Linked DNA regions of Sus scrofa: region 1 is linked to region 2. The links are chromatin contacts, called in public HiChIP or PLAC-seq maps. All regions are on one chromosome and are shown on one strand. Each heading gives the region's core, a stretch centred on a gene start, on an enhancer-like site or on the middle of the called end of the contact. The rest is flanking DNA. Distances are from core to core; before and after follow the strand shown. Region 1 has its middle 44 kb from the start of RAB38. Region 2 overlaps FZD4 (frizzled-4).

Region 1 (4,160 bases), core at 1,177-3,676, 970 kb before region 2:
CATTTTCTTCTGAGTGAGTTAGGGGTAATTCTCCCTAACTCACAAATTTGGTTGTAATAAATGAGCAAAATAATCCTTGTATATATAGCAACTGAAACAACACCTGGAATAAGTAAGTGCTTTATTATTGTCTCCATTTTAATTTAACTAGATTACAAAAATGTTTCTCAAATGCTTTCAGCAACATGGAATGACTCTATCAAAGTATGAGAGCACCAACCTGCTTTGCACATTATCCTCTCTGTAAATGTTAAGGAAGTTTCTTTTTTTTTAAGCCACTTTACTTTGTACTTTCAATTTACAAATTTAAAAAATGAAGATACCAGAAGCCTAATTAATCCTTATGAATGGAACACCTCTAATTAGAGTAGCTATTACACATTATGTGTAAATATTTAACTGACCCAAAAACTCTCTTGTCAGAGGACCAGATCTCTCCCTTTATGGAGATAAAGAAATATTCTCACTTTAGTTTTTCTTTAAATATAAACATATCTGAGAAGAATGAAATGACACAAAAATAGCAGCTTTTTTTTTTCTTTTCTTTTCTTTCTTTCTTTTTTTTTTTTTTTTTTTTTTTTTAAAGCTGCACCCGCGGCTTATGAAGTTTCCAGGGATTGAATCCAAGCCACAGAACGCAGCTGCAGCAGTGCTGGGTCCTTTAAGTTACTGTGCCAGGCCAGGGATCTAACCTGTGCCTCCGCAGTAACCTGAGCCGCTGCATTTGGATTCTTAACCCAATATGCCACAGTGAGAACTCTGAAGGCATTTTTTTAAAAAACACTGCTGTGTATATGCCAGAGATTTTGCTAGACATTTGAATCATATTTTCCCTAATACCACAATCATCTGTATCCGTTGTGTTTCTGGTTCTTAGAGCACTCTGAGATCTAACTGGTTTATTTGTCACATTCCCTTCTGAGACAGAGATGTGGTAGAATGAGGACAACTGTGGGAAAGGGGACCTGATAGGACCGAAGGCGCATGGAAGTTACCAATGATAACCTGTCATGATCAGTTTTGTCCTATAATTACCTTATTCCAAATCCCCATAACTCCTTGTTCTGCCTCTGCTCATTAGGCAAAGCAGACTCCACCATTTCTCCCATGGAAACAATGGGCAGGAAACTTTCTTTTGATACCACAGAGTTTGTCAGTGGAAAAACTAGTCCTTTCCACTCCTTCTGCCCAAACTCCTTTCTATAAATGAAGCAGAACAGTGATATAAGGCTTCTTTGATTATCCAGTAGAAAGAAGCTGAGATACCTTCATTCAAATGCACACTGTTGCAGGCACTGGCCATGAAGCTCACTTTCTTTGGCTAACAGTATGTGACTCCAGAACACAAGTTAATTAATGTTATGCCAATACTGTTTTGCTTCACCATGAGGAGATTGATTAGTCATGTATCCTGTTTTTATTTAAGCTGTACACCTTTTCCATTCACAACTCTAGTGGCAAAATAATTACTGCAGAAAATGCAAAGGTGCAGCCATGCAGACTCTGGGCGCTGATTTTGTGTTTACTACTAATGTTACCAGCTGGAGCCAGAACCGAGCTCAAGTTCAGCTACTCATGGCTCAGAAGTCAATATTTGAGAAACAAGGGTTGGTGGGAAAAGAAAGATGCTTTAATTGGGAAGCTGGCAACCTGGGGAGATAGTGGACTATCATTCCCCAAACCATTTTCCCCTTGCCAGTTAGAGGGAAAAGGGAGTTACAGGGGAAAAGTGGAAGGTTTCAGGGGTGCGCAGACAGACGCGATGTTCAGAATAGAACAGTCAGAAATCTGACAGTCATCTTGGAACTAGTCATGTCGTGCTCTGGTCAGTGTTATCTTAAGATTGTTTTAAACATAGCTAATCTGCAACTTCAGGGTCTGTTTATTCCCATTTCCTTGAGGCCGGTTCCTGGAATTGTGCAAGCCATAGAGTCAGCACTGCTCAAGATTCAGCAGCTTATGTCCTGGCTACCGTCTGGTTATCATATAGTTAGCTTTTTCCCTCTGATGGTGGTTATTATAGTATCTGCAAAACAACTCAGGAAAGTGCACTGGACACTGTTATCTATGTCTTTCAGGGAGGAACTAAAGATTCTGTGACTCAGCAGCTGTACTTCTGCTGTACTAATCTTTAACTGCTTGAGCCTGATCTTTGGTGACTCAGAGGAGGCCTAGGAGACTACAGCTTTTCTACAAACAGGAGACAGGGAGCACAGAAAATCTTTTGTACCTGGAATAGCTCCACAGGGTCCTGCTTGGCTTTACTAATTCAGTGTGTGACCTGGGTTAGTTCTTTCCCTGATGGGCCCCCAGATTTCCCCTCTGTGAAACTGAAGGGATTAGTTCCTTGCTTTCCAGGTCCTTTCCAGCATCAGCATCCCATGGTCTAAAGTGATTCATGGGCAGGAGATGACCATAGATTTTATGGAGCTCCACCTAGTGGCTCTGTCCCATACTGCAGCTCTAAATTCTCCCTGGGTTTCTTAGGCCTTGAGTGAGGCGCCTCAGATAGTTTTGGTTTGCTCATGACCTAGTACGTTCATAAACTGTAGAACAAGGGAGAATAGAGAGGAGTGGCAAAAAGAAGGGGACCAGGAAAAATACTTGTTTTGAGTGTCATATTTAGTAAAACCTTAAATTTAGATCAAATTCAGACTTGGGTACTATCTCTGAAATAATACAGATAGCTATTGAGTCTGTGAATGTGTATGTTTTAAGCATGAATTAATTAAATGTAAACATTTAAAATGTACTTCAGGTTTTGTAGCCATGTATAGATATTGTCACTTAAAATAATTAGAGCTGGAGCCTCAAATAAGCTAAGTAGTTTAAACTATTCTGACTTTTGAGAAATTCCATATGTAGAGAACACGGTTAGTACATGCCAAGCAAAATTCTACTGTGGTAGATTCCTTGAGGGATAAGTTCTTAGGGGAGATGGGGAAAAGCATGTAAAAATAATTAGTCCTATAAAATAATGAAGATGTTTCACTGTGTACCTGCTTCGTGATTAAGCTGAACACAGGACACAGAGTGGATGCAGGAGACGTAGTTCCCATTATCCTCAAGAGACTGATAATTTAGTAGGTGAGGCAGATGTTTATAGGCATGTTGAGAATATTATCTGTAAATATATGAGCTATGATAGAACTTTCTTCAATAACTTCAGTGGTAATACAACAGAGATATCTATTTTGTTGGGAGAGTCAAGGAATCCGTGGAATCGAAGACACAGAATACTGTAGAAGAACAGAATAGCAGGAATTCTTCACAGAATAGAAGCTGGTACTTAAAAGATAATTCAGCATTTTCTAATAGGATGGGGAGGAGCTCTTCAGAGAAACTGAAGAGCATATAACGCCACTCGTTAAGTGGAAAATGATTCACAGTACCAATGTCAAATGTGTCTGAGTGTTTAGAGAGTGAGGAAAGTCCATTTATCTTTTTCCTGTTCCTGTTATTTTCTCAGACAAAAGCTTAGCCCCAGTATTCATTTTTCTTCCCTGAAAGCACTAAAAAGTCAGCACAGCCATGACTACAATGTACCATGAAGCAAGTATGACTTGTTTGTAAAGAATATGGGCTTTTGAGGCTACAGAACTTGCTTTGAGTCCTAGCTCTGTGCTTTCTAGCTAAGTAAACTTGAGCAACATTTTAGCTCTTGGAGTTTTGTTACTCCTTTGCAAGATGTGAGAAAATAATAATACTCACTACATCAATTGTTAGGAAGATTAAACATGAGCACAAGTAATATCAGGAATGAAAGTGAGGACATTATTATTAGATATGAGAGAAATTAAAATGATAGAAATAATGAAAGACATTTGCTAATAAATAGTGAAATTTTGATAAAATTAATGTTACTTTAAAACACAATTTATTGTAACATACTCATGATGCACTATAAAAATTGAATAGTCCCATATCCAGTAAAAAAAAAAAAAAAAAGTATCTGAAAATAAAAAGCTTCCCACAAAGGAAACTCTAGGCACAGATAAATTTAGTGGTAACTTATTACAAACATTTAAGGAAAAAATAACACTAACTCTGCTAAACTTTTAGAGGACAGAAAAAGAGGGAACACTTCCAATTTTACTAGCCAGTGTAATCTTGATAACAAAACCTGATACAGACATTATAAGAAAGAAATATTACAAGTT
Region 2 (4,569 bases), core at 94-2,593:
AAGCGATCTCCAGAAGGACCAGTTGAACTCCATCAGAGACCAGGTCGCCTATGAAATGTAGCATGTGACCGGCCTGTGCTGCCTGGAGACGGTTCCCATAGCTGGCCAGGGCCCCGGAGCCTGCACCCAGGGGCAGAGCCTGCCCTTACTCACGCTCCGCTCCAGTGTCTTGGGAGTTGTGCGGCGACTCCGGCCCAGGAAAGGGGAAGGAGGACCAGGCAGCTGGGTGCTGGCCTGGCTGTTGGCGTGTAGGGCTTCGTGATGCAGTTCTTGGAATGTTTCCGTGACTGTGTGACCAAGGCAGCACCTAGCAGCGGGCCAGGCACAGAACGGGTGCTCTACTAGTAATGATGAGTTCTTGGGTGGACCCGGACGCCTGAGTTCTGGAGCTTGCTGTGTTGCAACATGTCCTTTCCGTACATCTCTCGCCTTCTCAGGGGAAGTATGTTTGCTCGGAAGTGGCCATGGGTGCAGACTGGATGCGTAGCCTTGGCGATGTCACAGGGTTATCGGCTGTTCCTTTCACATTCCAGACCCTGGAGAGTGTTAACGGTTTCAGGAAAGGAGCTTTGTGGCTGAGGCGTCAGTTACCAGTTCCCTTGAAGTGACTCCGTCACCTCTTAAGTTGGTATCTGTTAAAAAAAAAAAAAAAAAGCGACTTCTCAGAATTATCAGCACATTTATCAAGTGCCAACTGCACGTAAAGCCCTGTGTTAAGCACCTTAGGGGTTGTCGGTGGGGCGGGTAAGCGCTGTTCTCCTGACTGAGCTGGATGGGGACGCGCCTGGGTCTTTCGGGAGGAGCGGGGCCTCTGCATCGCACCGCCGCCTGTTTCTCCGTCTCCGTCCCAGAACCCTCTTTCTGGGTCTTTCTCCCTTTCACACGTCACTCATCCCTTCCCAGGATTCCTTGCAAATTGATTTACAGGGGTTTTGCTGGAAAGCATCAGCTCTGTTTCATGACAATCGGCGTGGAAATCTCCTAGGAAGACCATGAACAGGGGCCATAAGGACATGAGCTCCTGCATCTCATGTGACCTCAGGGACAGGCACTTGAGGGCTGGAGGTCTTCCAGTGACTCATACCCGGTGAATCTGAGGACAGCTTCTTGCTGGGGAAAAGGTTAGGGTTCTTTCTCTTTCTCTGAAATCTGGGATAAATAGGTATGACCGTAGCTTCCTATTAAATCCCCTGGCCTCAGCAGGGCCCAGGGGCTCCTCTGTCCAGCCTCCTCTCTGAAAAACTCCTTTCTCCTCCTTCATAAAGGCCACACCTCAGGGCAGAGGAACATGGGGAGGGTGGAACTGGCCAAAGCCGCCTGGTGGAGCTACTCGGTTGATTCATATCCTTTTTCCTCTCTGGAGACCCGTTTCCTGATCTCTGAGACGGCTTCTGAGCTGGCAGCTTACTCAGAGACCTGAACCGGTGGAGGGGTGACACTTTTCATTTCCCTGAGACGCTCTCTGACTTTGCTTTCCCCGCCCCCACATCCCTCTCACCTGCACCCCCCAAACCTGGAACCTGGGAAACTTCTGTATCTGGATTCCGAATTGTGCCTTTATTAGCACCCCAGGCTTGGTGCTCTCTGCCCACCCCCCACCCCGCCCCTCAGCTTCCTGGTCACTAAATTCAGTGTCGGAACCTGAGTGTGTAAAGAGGAACTCGGCAGCCTCAGTTTAAGGGGATTTTGCCAGGATGGTGCAATCTTCGGCTTCTGGCGAGGTGGCCACAACCGCAGTTGGGGAAGAGGCGCAGGCTCTGCAAGAAGCATTCAGGACCCATCTACAGCCTGAATTTCATTCTGAGATGGAGGGGATCCGGAAGGGTTGCTCTTCCAGCCAATTATATCAAGTCATCGGACTCCAAAGGTTCTTTCTGTTCCTTTATTGTATTTGGGTTCAGAGTCCCCGTCTGGGTTTGTATTATATCTGGCAAAGGACCTGGGTTCTCATTTTTCTTCTTGGGCTGAGGCTGTAGATCTTGGAAACTCCTAGGAGAGCATTTTGCTCCTACCAAGGATCAGATACCACAGCCTTAAATAATGGATTTTGTTTCACTGTGGCCTGGGCAGAGCTCTTTGCTGCTGCCTCTTGCCCTGCTCATGTGCGGTGATGATACATGGGGCATTTCCAGGAGGGAGATGAACCCTGGATCCCCCCAATGGGCCTCTTCTCCTTGATAAACCCACTTGCTTGTTTCTATTTCTGATTGGCCTTGCTTCCCTTCCTTGCACCAGCAAATTCCCGGTGTTCACCCAGGCGACTTGTAGAGGCCTGCTTGGGGTCCTAGGTGAGCTGTGTCCTCCAAGCTTCTATGGCTCCCCCATCGCCTGCAATATTCAGTGCATGACCACTGTCATCCCAGAAGGCTTCTGAGGGGAGGATGAGTGCTCTGGCCCTGGAGGCTGGGTCCCTCTGCTCTCCCAGGTGTGCTGCCATGGGCTTTGGGAGGGGGAGGCTGCTTCCCAGGCCTCTCCCAAGGGGGCATCTAGGCGGTCCCGAATCTTTTCCTACCTCACAGGGATGTTGTGAGACTTTAGAAGGGATGAGGACAAAGGCCCCTGGAGCTCTTTGTAGAAAAGGCAGAAGAAAGGTCAAGTGTGGTCTATGCAAAGATGAAATATGGCCTGCTGATGCCGCAGACAAGCACATGCTCTCTGGGCCTTTCTTGGGCCCCGTGCCAGCCACAGCGCCAGCCACCTCGAGGCCAACCTGGGGGACTTCCGGATTTCGACATAGAGGTACCAGGCAAACCCCTACTCCATGCCCTGAACGAATTGCTGACCGACAGAGGCGATGGACCCTGCTTTTGAGGATGTACAAACGTGTGTCTGCGTTGATGTCTGTACTGTAAATTTCTAATTTATCACTGTACAAAAAACAAAAATCTTGGCTATTTAATTTTTGTATTAAAGGAAAATAAAGTTTTGTTTGTTAGCTGGTGTGTGACATGGCCTGTTCCTACAGGTATCTGAAAGCCCTTGGGAAGCAGTGAGAAGCAGAGAAGTGAGCCTCTTCCTGAGAGCCTCTTTGTCCTTTTTTTAAATTTTTTTTTTTTTTTTTTTTTTTTTTTTTTTTTTTTGCTGCTGCTATTTTTCCCTGCGGGGATTTCTCCTGGGTCAGTAAACCCCCGAGGTCCAAGGTCAACAGAATTTATCACTACTGTGGTCATCAGAAACGCTCGAGTGGTCACGTGACACTTTGGCTGTAACCACAGTGCTCAAGCTGTCATCCCGTGACACCCCTTTTGGGCATTTCCAAGATGTGTGGTCATTTTTACACACCTTCCAAGTCCCTTTGACTTCATCTGGCAGCCTGAGGAAAGGTCCGCTATATCTGGGAGAGCTTCAGGCCTCTTGAAAAGGGGACAGAGAGCTTTTTTTTAACTTCAGATTTTCATTAAAAAAAAATTTTTTTTTCTATTTACACAATAGTTTATTGTGTCACAATAGTGTCATAGACATGGGAATATGTCACATCAGTCAGCCAGGAAAATGACTTCTCCATCTAGTTTTATAAGTTGGGTGGCCTGTGTCCCCATAGCCAGAAAAGGCATCAGACAAGGTAGGCTCAAGGTCATTATCAGGACATTATCATGAGAGCAAGCAACATTACGGACCACACAGACACAGAGGGGAGGGGAGTGACTGCTCTGAGATGCCTGCCGACGACCCAGAGGGTATGGCTGTCCTCTTGGTCTGCCTCTAAATTGCTTTCCAGCCGTTGGTTTCACCTGAAAACCACCCTGTTGTGATATGCGTGAAAAGCCCAGGGAACAAGAACCTGCAATTCTCTTCTCCTTCCCTGCAGATTGCTATTGTACTTTTATCCAAACCCTACCTGAAGGGAGGCATGCAATTTAAATCGCCTGTATGAGAGGCTGTGTTTCTCATTTCATTACCTACTCATTAAGTAGTTATGAAGTTAAGGAAAAGTCAACACAATCTGGAATGAATTCCTCGTAATCCCTGCGCTTGTAGAAACACTTTCTGTAGAGAAAATATTTTTATTTACACGATTTCATTGTATGCTTGTGGCACCGCTGAGAGAAGCAAGGCAGGCCCTGCTTTAGCCCTGAGAATGGAAAGAGGGTGAGGGACTTGCCCAGGCTCATTGTGTGGTTCTCTTGTGCTTAGCTCAGGGTTTCTTTTTTGTTTTATACTCATTTGTGGGTTGTGTCTGCCTGAAGACCTGTCGAAGTCCTATCCTCCTGTACCTGTGCGTGCGAATTTCTTTGGACTTAGGGTCTTTGCAGACGTAATCAAGTTAGGATGAGTTCTATGAGATGTATTAGGTGGGCCTAGTCCAGTGACTGGTGTTTTTATAACGAGGGGGGAGTCTGAACACAGACATGGGAGGATGGCACATGAAGGCAGAGGCAGAGATTGGCCTGGTGCAGCTAAGGGGCAGGCAGGGACTGCTGGCAGCCACCGGAAGCCAGGAGAGAGGCATGGAAGAGTCTTCCCCAGAGCCTCCAGGGAGACCCAACCTTCACCTTGGCTTTGGGTGTCTAGCTTCCAGAAATGTGTGAGAATGAATGTCTGTGTCTCAAGCCTTCTCGTTCGTTTTGG

The links. HiChIP or PLAC-seq counts read pairs in DNA pulled down with a chosen protein or histone mark.
Region 1: an H3K27ac HiChIP or PLAC-seq map of alveolar macrophages shows a contact between it and region 2. The contact joins two enhancer-like sites. A contact is called at or near these places in 2 of 2 datasets of contacts at active chromatin or transcription factors (alveolar macrophages and skeletal muscle).

What each region holds. Positions count from the first base shown.
Region 1 is chr9:21,682,512-21,686,671 of Sscrofa11.1, reverse strand. No RefSeq gene overlaps it. Among named protein-coding and RNA genes, the nearest start is that of RAB38, 44 kb to the right of the region's middle. Within about 2 kb of position 2,426, at least 20 of the 83 cell types and tissues checked have an H3K27ac peak or open chromatin away from gene starts, as enhancers often do. A contact at or near this core is called in alveolar macrophages, where this site is marked.
Region 2 is chr9:20,711,080-20,715,648 of Sscrofa11.1, reverse strand. FZD4 (frizzled-4) reads left to right here. Exons shown (of 3, transcript XM_005667210.3): 3 at 1-654. Among named protein-coding and RNA genes, the nearest start is that of FZD4, 8.1 kb to the left of the region's middle. Within about 2 kb of position 1,343, at least 28 of the 83 cell types and tissues checked have an H3K27ac peak or open chromatin away from gene starts, as enhancers often do. A contact at or near this core is called in alveolar macrophages, where this site is marked.